Regions from separate parts of the Drosophila melanogaster genome. Here region 2 is linked to region 1. Evidence: chromatin contacts called from public Hi-C data. All regions are on one chromosome and are shown on one strand. The core of a region is the stretch at or near the end of the contact, and the rest is flanking DNA. Distances in the headings are between cores, read along the strand shown. Region 1 holds the start of ppan (peter pan). Region 2 holds the start of Fancm (Fanconi anemia group M helicase).

The links. Hi-C and Micro-C count contacts between places; a contact is called where the count stands out from the background.
Region 2: a contact with region 1 is called in a Hi-C map of the Kc167 cell line, with 2.3 times the contacts expected there. A contact is called at or near these places in 3 of 107 Hi-C or Micro-C datasets (the Kc167 cell line, the ML-DmBG3-c2 cell line and embryo).

Annotation. Positions count from the first base shown.
Region 1 is chr3R:21,114,835-21,118,612 of dm6, forward strand. ppan (peter pan) reads left to right here and starts at 1,420. Exons shown (of 4, transcript NM_057631.6): 1 at 1,420-1,799; 2 at 1,862-2,226; 3 at 2,283-2,710; 4 at 2,762-3,065. The coding sequence starts at 1,470. The coding sequence ends at 3,021. Rab11 (Rab11,) reads left to right here. Exons shown (of 4, transcript NM_134310.3): 3 at 1-267; 4 at 417-1,312. The coding sequence ends at 550. Bdbt (Bride of doubletime) reads right to left here. Exons shown (of 1, transcript NM_142686.3): 1 at 3,023-3,778. The coding sequence ends at 3,090.
Region 2 is chr3R:21,480,871-21,484,342 of dm6, forward strand. It overlaps Fancm (Fanconi anemia group M helicase), which reads left to right and starts at 1,455. Exons shown (of 6, transcript NM_001275877.1): 1 at 1,455-1,591; 2 at 1,649-1,982; 3 at 2,111-2,985; 4 at 3,082-3,472. The coding sequence starts at 1,517.

The sequences.
Region 1 (3,778 bases), core at 170-2,669:
GCGGTGCCGTGGGGGCCCTGCTCGTCTATGACATTGCCAAGCATCTGACCTACGAGAACGTGGAGCGGTGGCTGCGGGAATTGCGCGACCATGCCGACCAGAACATCGTCATCATGCTGGTGGGCAACAAGTCCGACTTGCGGCACTTGCGCTCCGTGCCCACGGACGAGGCGAAGCTGTTTGCCGAGCGCAACGGCTTGAGTTTCATAGAAACCTCGGCCCTCGACTCAACGAACGTTGAAACGGCATTCCAGAACATACTCACAGGTGGGTCGTTCAGGATATTTTAGCTAGTCTGCTTTCAAATTATCGATCGTTTAAGAATATTTAAATACTGTAGATTAAACGCTTCATTGAAAGTCAATAGATTAATGATAACGAAGCACGACTAATGATGTCTCGTAATCCCGTTTCAGAGATCTATCGCATTGTGTCGCAGAAACAGATCAGAGATCCGCCGGAAGGCGACGTCATCCGCCCGTCGAACGTGGAGCCCATCGACGTAAAGCCGACTGTCACCGCCGATGTGCGCAAACAGTGCTGTCAGTGACCGCCCCAAGCAATTTTCGCTATTCCCCGCAACCGCCAGAACAGCAACATAAACAGAAGCAACAGCAATTACAACTACGACTACAAGAGGAGCAGCAGCGGCCAGAACTGCAACACCAAGATCAGGAGCAGCGTACACCCGATGGACCGCACAAGATGTCTATGCGTTTGTCAGCCACAGTTTGTCATGTGCGCATAAATTGATAATTCAAATCTGAGCCGCCACTCTCCACCACCAACACCACCACCATCATCAGAAGCAGCAGCAGCAGCAAAAGAATCGAAAGCAACAACATCCGGCTGTAGTTAACTGCGGTTTAAACTGAAGTTTTATATATATACAGATCCATGAGTATCGCATAAATCGACCGCCGCGGAAAGAAAGCAAGCAAAACTAAACACTCCAAATTCAGTTTAAGCTGTAGAACTATAATTTATATAAATATACATATATGCTAATATTAAAATATTAATATTATTAATTTTTCGCAACATAAATATATAGTTGTAATTTCGCGAGCAGAACAACAACAAACAACCGGAAATTCTTCGACTTAAACGCAAATTCATTACCACAGCACTGCAGCTCGGATTTTCTTCTTCGGTTTCTCGCAACATTTTAAACGATTGGCCACTTGGTAAAACTAGCTGATAAAGAGAAATCAAACAAAAACAGTTGTAAAACTTTAAATGCATAAATGAAACGAAATAACATCATTTGTGTTTGCTATGTTAAGTGTGATTAAATAAATATAATTTAAATAAAACAGAAGTGCTTTCAATTGGGCGGAAAATCGAAATTTAAAATGGGATTAGAGTGACCAAAGGCAGACGTCGGAGTGGGTGTTTGGTATTTTCCGCGCGAGCAGCCACACTGATCCATACACGTGCGGGAGAAAAGTGAACAAAAACATTGAAACATGGGCGGTAAGAAGAAAGTGCATCCGAAGACGCGCACGGCGGCCTTCAAGGCCAGCGAGCCGAGCGAGATCGTGGAGGCGCCGCACTCCTTCGTCATCCATCGCGGCCTCGCCTGTCCGTACATCACGGACCTCACCCTGGACTTCCGCCGCATTATGGAGCCCTTTACGGCCAGCAATCTGCGCGAGAAGCGGATGAACCGCATCAAGGACTTTGTCAGCCTGAGCAGCTTCTTCCACGTCTCGCACATGGGCATCTTCAACAAGGCCTCCACGCAGCTGTCCTTCAAAGTGGTCCGCTTGCCGCGCGGTCCTTCCCTGACTTTCAAGGTTTGTTTGTTTCATCGCTTAGTTTATACTGGATATTTTACCGCGAAGTTATTCTCTGTCAGGTTCACCAGTTCACCCTGGCCAGAGATGTGATCTCGCTAAGCAAAAAGCAGATGATTGACAACGATCACTTCAAGCACGCTCCGCTCGTCATCATGAACAACTTCAGTGGCGATGGCAAGCACCTTAAGCTGATGGCCACCACGTTCCAAAACATGTTCCCCTCAATTAACTTGGCCACGGTTAATATCGGCACCATTCGTCGCTGCGTCCTGTTCTCCTACAATCCGGACACGAAGCTGGTCGAGATGCGGCACTACTCCGTGCAGGTGGTGCCGGTTGGCTTAAAGCGGGCGGTCCAGAAAATCGTCAAAGGAACGGTACCCAATCTGGGCAAGTGCAACGAAGTCGTGGACTTTGTGACCAAGTAGGAAATGACCGTTTGTTCTCATTCCATCAAATAATCATAATATTGATTTTCAGGGACGGCTATGCCTCCGAATCAGAGGCCGAAGATGATGAGCAATCACATGTGGTGCTGGCACAGACTCTTAAAAGCAAGGGCAACTTGGAGGACAAAAAGAGCTCCATAAAGCTACACGAGATCGGACCTCGACTAACCATGCAGCTCATCAAAATAGAAGAGGGCCTTCTGACGGGCGAAGTACTGTATCACGACCATGTGGTCAAGACAGAGGACGAAAAGGAAACCCTGCGCAAGCTGGTCGAAAAGAAGCGAAAGCAGAAGGAGCAGCGCAAGAAGGAGCAGGCAGAGAACCGTGCCCGCAACTTGAAGCTTAAGAAGGATGAAAAATGGGCTGCCAAGAGGGCGGCAGAGGGACGGACTGACAGCGATCCCGAGGATGATGCAGAGTACTACAAGGAGGAAGTCGGCGAGGAACCAGACGAAGGTGAGTTGTGCTACATGCTGCGTAGAATATAAACTAATGTTTCCTTTGCAGAACTGTTCAAAATGGAAGCGAAGTCCTCCCGAAAGCGGCCTAGTTTGGGCGGCGGAATGAAATACAAGAACAAGCGCGCTAAACTGGATACCAAGGACAAGAATGACAAATCTGAGCGCACGGACAAGTACGATCGTAAGGACAAGTTCGATCGCAAGGACAAGAAGGACAAATTCGACCCCAAGAACAGGAGAGCCAAGTTCGATCCCAAAAACAAGCGCGCCAAGTTTGACCACAGAAAGAGTAGAAAATCAAAGTAGTACATTTAACATAAGCTATTTTATAAAGACCATTGGTTAACACGACATCGCAATGTTATCAATGGGAACTAACTAAACATACGTTGCACCACCTCCTTGTAATGGGCCTTGCTATCCTTCCAGCTAACAGCGATGTTGTCGCGCAGCTTGCTGAACTCTCGCTTCTCCTCGTAGTTGGGCATTCGCTCGATGGTGGCTTGCGCCTTGGCGAACTCCTTCAGGTGATAGTAGGCGAGTGCACGCCGGTAGATGCTCTTCTCGCTGGGACTCTCCTCCGTCTCCACAAACTGCGTGTGGTAGATTACATGCTCATAGCGTTTCTCCTGCAGCAAACAGGCGGCCAGGTTGGTCTGTATCTGAATAAAGAGCTCCTCCACCGCCTGGCCGTTGATGCCATTGGTCTTTTTGGTCAGTTTATCGAAGGGTTTGTAGGTGATCAGCAACTTTGCGGCACGCACAAAGTAATCAAAGGCGAATTTCGGGAACGTCTTAAAGGTGGCCACGCCGCTTTCCTTGAGACGTAGTGCCACCTCATAGATCTCTGCAGCGCTTAGCTTCTCCACCTGAGTGTTCTTCACAATTTTCTCCAGCTTCAGTTCAAATTCTATTCGTTCGCCGGTTTTGGTCGTGATGCTACAGGCTGCCGTTTCACCCGGCACAAATTGCTGCAGCAGCAGCTCCAAGTAGCAGTCCACTGCGGTCAGGCTGGTGCCCATTTCCAGGCTGTGCTTTTGAGGATACGTAGCGGACTCATCGC
Region 2 (3,472 bases), core at 205-2,704, 370 kb after region 1:
CAGATAGCACGCACACCGAGATATGTACATTCATATATTCATGTATATTGTCTATATGAGGAGGGAGCCCCGAAGAGAGGGAGAACTTCATGCAAATGAAATGAAATTGACTAGAGAGCCAGCAAATTGAGTGTGTCCCGTGTACCCGTGTGCCCGGGTATTTCTGTCCCAGCTCACGGTGGCTGCCGAATGGGGTGCCCCTCCCCCAGCCCCAGCCCCCCACTACGAGCAAACACACGAACTTACATACATAAGTGAACAATTCATTTGTCACACTAAATTTGTTTCAATTCATTTGCTCGGAATGACAAATAATGCGATATAATTACATTTTGTGAGCGTTCTCCGGTGCCCGTGCTTTTCCGCGGGAGTGGGCCATGACATCCAGCTCTCGGACTCAGATTCCCCCACACACGGTCAATGCTCATTAGGTGAAGATTTTGAAATGAGATTGTGACTATTTACGTATGTTTTTCCGTCAAACTTGGCCAAGTGTATGTATGTGCTTGCTAATTATCATTTTCCCTCATCAGCAGCAGGGGCAAGGATTTGTGGAATAACTTCAGAAATTAAGGTTGAGTTTAGTCAGCATGGGAAGTATATTATTTCAATTATATTATTCGGCTTATACATTAAAAATTAAAAATTCAGTTCCATTCCATTAATTAATCAATTCATTAAAAGGTATTTGTTAAATATCCTAATGCTGCTACCAGTTTAATTGTATCTACCCGTACTGCTTTTCTTTTGATACCAAGCCTTTTCGTTGGGGAAATAAAAGCAAATAAGAACGTTCGTTGGAAGCGCCTAATTTAAGACAATCAGAACATCTACGACAGAAATATCGCGAAAAGTACTCGGGCAATCTGTAAGTACGCAGTGTGTATTCGCCCAATTACGAACTGGCGACATTAAATGGGGCTTGACATTTCCGGGCAGATTGTGGGGTCTGCGTTTTCGTAAGGATTTCGGCATTTTAGCAATACTTTTCACCGATATGATACTGATTAAGGGAAATCATACAAGAGCTCTTTTAATTAATGTAAACTATTGCCATTTGATCACTCATTTATCTTTATTCTCTAAAATCAACTTAGTCACTGTTTAAAATTGGCGCGCTTTTATTTGAATTTAAGTGTTTGGCAAACATATACACAGTGGCGCCATCTGGAGCAGTGCTGCCACTCTCGTATTTGGCACCATTTTAGAGCACTGTTTAATGGCTTAGCAAATCCGCGCTATAAGAAGCCGCTTCAAGCTTGCTTAGACAGTTAACAATTTTTGAGAATTGTATTTATTTTTACTTATTACCCTATATTTAGAGGGTTTTACAGACTAAAATTAGTTTTCATGTCACGATTTGTGTGATCGATATACTCCAACAGCGCCACCTAAAATGATTAGCTCATCCCTAACGGAATGTTATGTTATAAACACAATGTAAAGCAATGTAAACACTTTCAAAACAAAATGTAGATCGTCGTGCAGTAGTTGTTATCAAAAGATTGCTGCTATCATGGATGTGAATTGGATGGACGATGACGAAGACCTAGTGGCGGCCTTGGCTATGCACGAAGAGCAGAAGAGCGAGGTATTTACTTGTATTTACTCCTGCGAGCGCAGAGTCTCTCACAGTTTGGATCCTCAGGATGCCGATGGAACACGTTGGGAACATTGCGACGAAGCCTGCGATGGTTTCGATATGGCCACAGGACACAACTGGATTTATCCAAACAACCTGCCCCTACGATCCTATCAACAAACCATCGTCCAATCGGCGCTGTTCAAAAACACCCTGGTGGTGTTGCCCACGGGATTGGGAAAGACCTTCATTGCGGCGGTGGTTATGTACAACTTTTACAGGTGGTATCCAAAGGGAAAGATTGTGTTCATGGCACCCACAAGGCCCCTGGTCTCGCAGCAGATCCACGCATCCCAGAAGATCATGCCCTTTCCATCTGAAGACACGGTGCAGCTAACAGGTGAGTTCAAATGTGAAGACTTATTTACAAATGCTTACCGGGTTATATGACTAAAAGAACCTGGATGTGCCGACTGCCTTACAAGTCCTGAATCCAAAAAATAAGCTCCAGTCCCATTTTTATTCCAGGCCAACTTCCTCGACCCAAACGAGCTGAGCTGTGGGCCTCCAAGCGGGTCTTCTTCGCTACGCCGCAGGTGGTGCACTCAGACATGCTGGAAGCTGATGGCGAATGCAGCTTTCCCTTTGGGTCCATCAAGTTGATAGTGGTGGATGAGGCGCACCGGGCCAAAGGTCGCTATGCCTACACCCAAGTGGCCGACTGTCTGATGGCACGTAACAGGTATTTCCGGATGCTTGCCCTGTCCGCTACACCAGGAAGAACCATGGAGGATGTGGCAGCTGTGTGCCGAAACCTATACATTTCCAATCTGCAAGTGCGCTGGGACACCTCGATCGACGTGCAGCCCTACATACACAGGCGGACGATTCGAACCATAGTGGTCTCCCTGAAGGAGAGAATCAAGGAGCCGAGAGAACGATTGCTGCAGATCATCGAACCATACCTACGCCAGCTTATGGAAGCTGAGATTTTTAAAGGCAACAAGGGAACCGTGAGCAGAAATAGTTTGCTCTTTGAGCAGAAAAGCTTCGTCGAACGATCGGCGCAAGGCCAGCGGCATCCGGATCACAACATAATAATGGGCAACTTCGCCATGTGCATCAGCATGTACCACTCGCTGGACCTAATGGAGCGTCACGGTCTTCGCGTCTTCGTGAACAATTTCGATGCAGACGACGACGGGCGAGAGAAATTTGTACTGGCCAGAGATGGTAATCTAAGGAATTTGGTGGAGCAGGTCCGCCAAGAACTCGGTGCCAATCCCCTAGATTACACCACGCATGCCATGACGAATGGAGAAGTGCCGCCTTTGCCATCTGATCTAGACTTTGGACATGCCAAATATGAGAAGTTGCGACAGGTGTTGGTGCAACACTTTCAGGTAGGGGCAAAAAATCAAAAAAAAAGAAGTTTTCATATAATTTTCATGAAACCGATAAACATATTCCCTTGTTAATATAAATGTTTTCTTTAATAGGCAAACCCCGATTCCCGCGCCATTGTTTTCTGCGAGTACCGTGAATCCGTAATGCTGATTCACCGGCTACTCCTTCAACACAGACCGGTGCTCCGTCCGCGCTGTTTTGTTGGCCAGGGCAGCACAGTTGGAGCAAGCTATGCTCTCACCCAGAAACAGCAGCTGCAGATAATGACCGACTTTCGATCCGGCACTAGCAACGTTCTGGTGGCCACGTCGATCGGAGAGGAGGGCTTAGACGTCGGCGAGGTGGAGATGATTGTGTGCTTCGACATTTGCAGCACTAATCCCACTAGATTTATTCAGCGGATTGGGCGCACTGGAAGGAAGAAGAATGGAGAGGTGGTTATGCTAGTGACCGAAGGACGAGAACAGCAGGTGCTTAAGGATG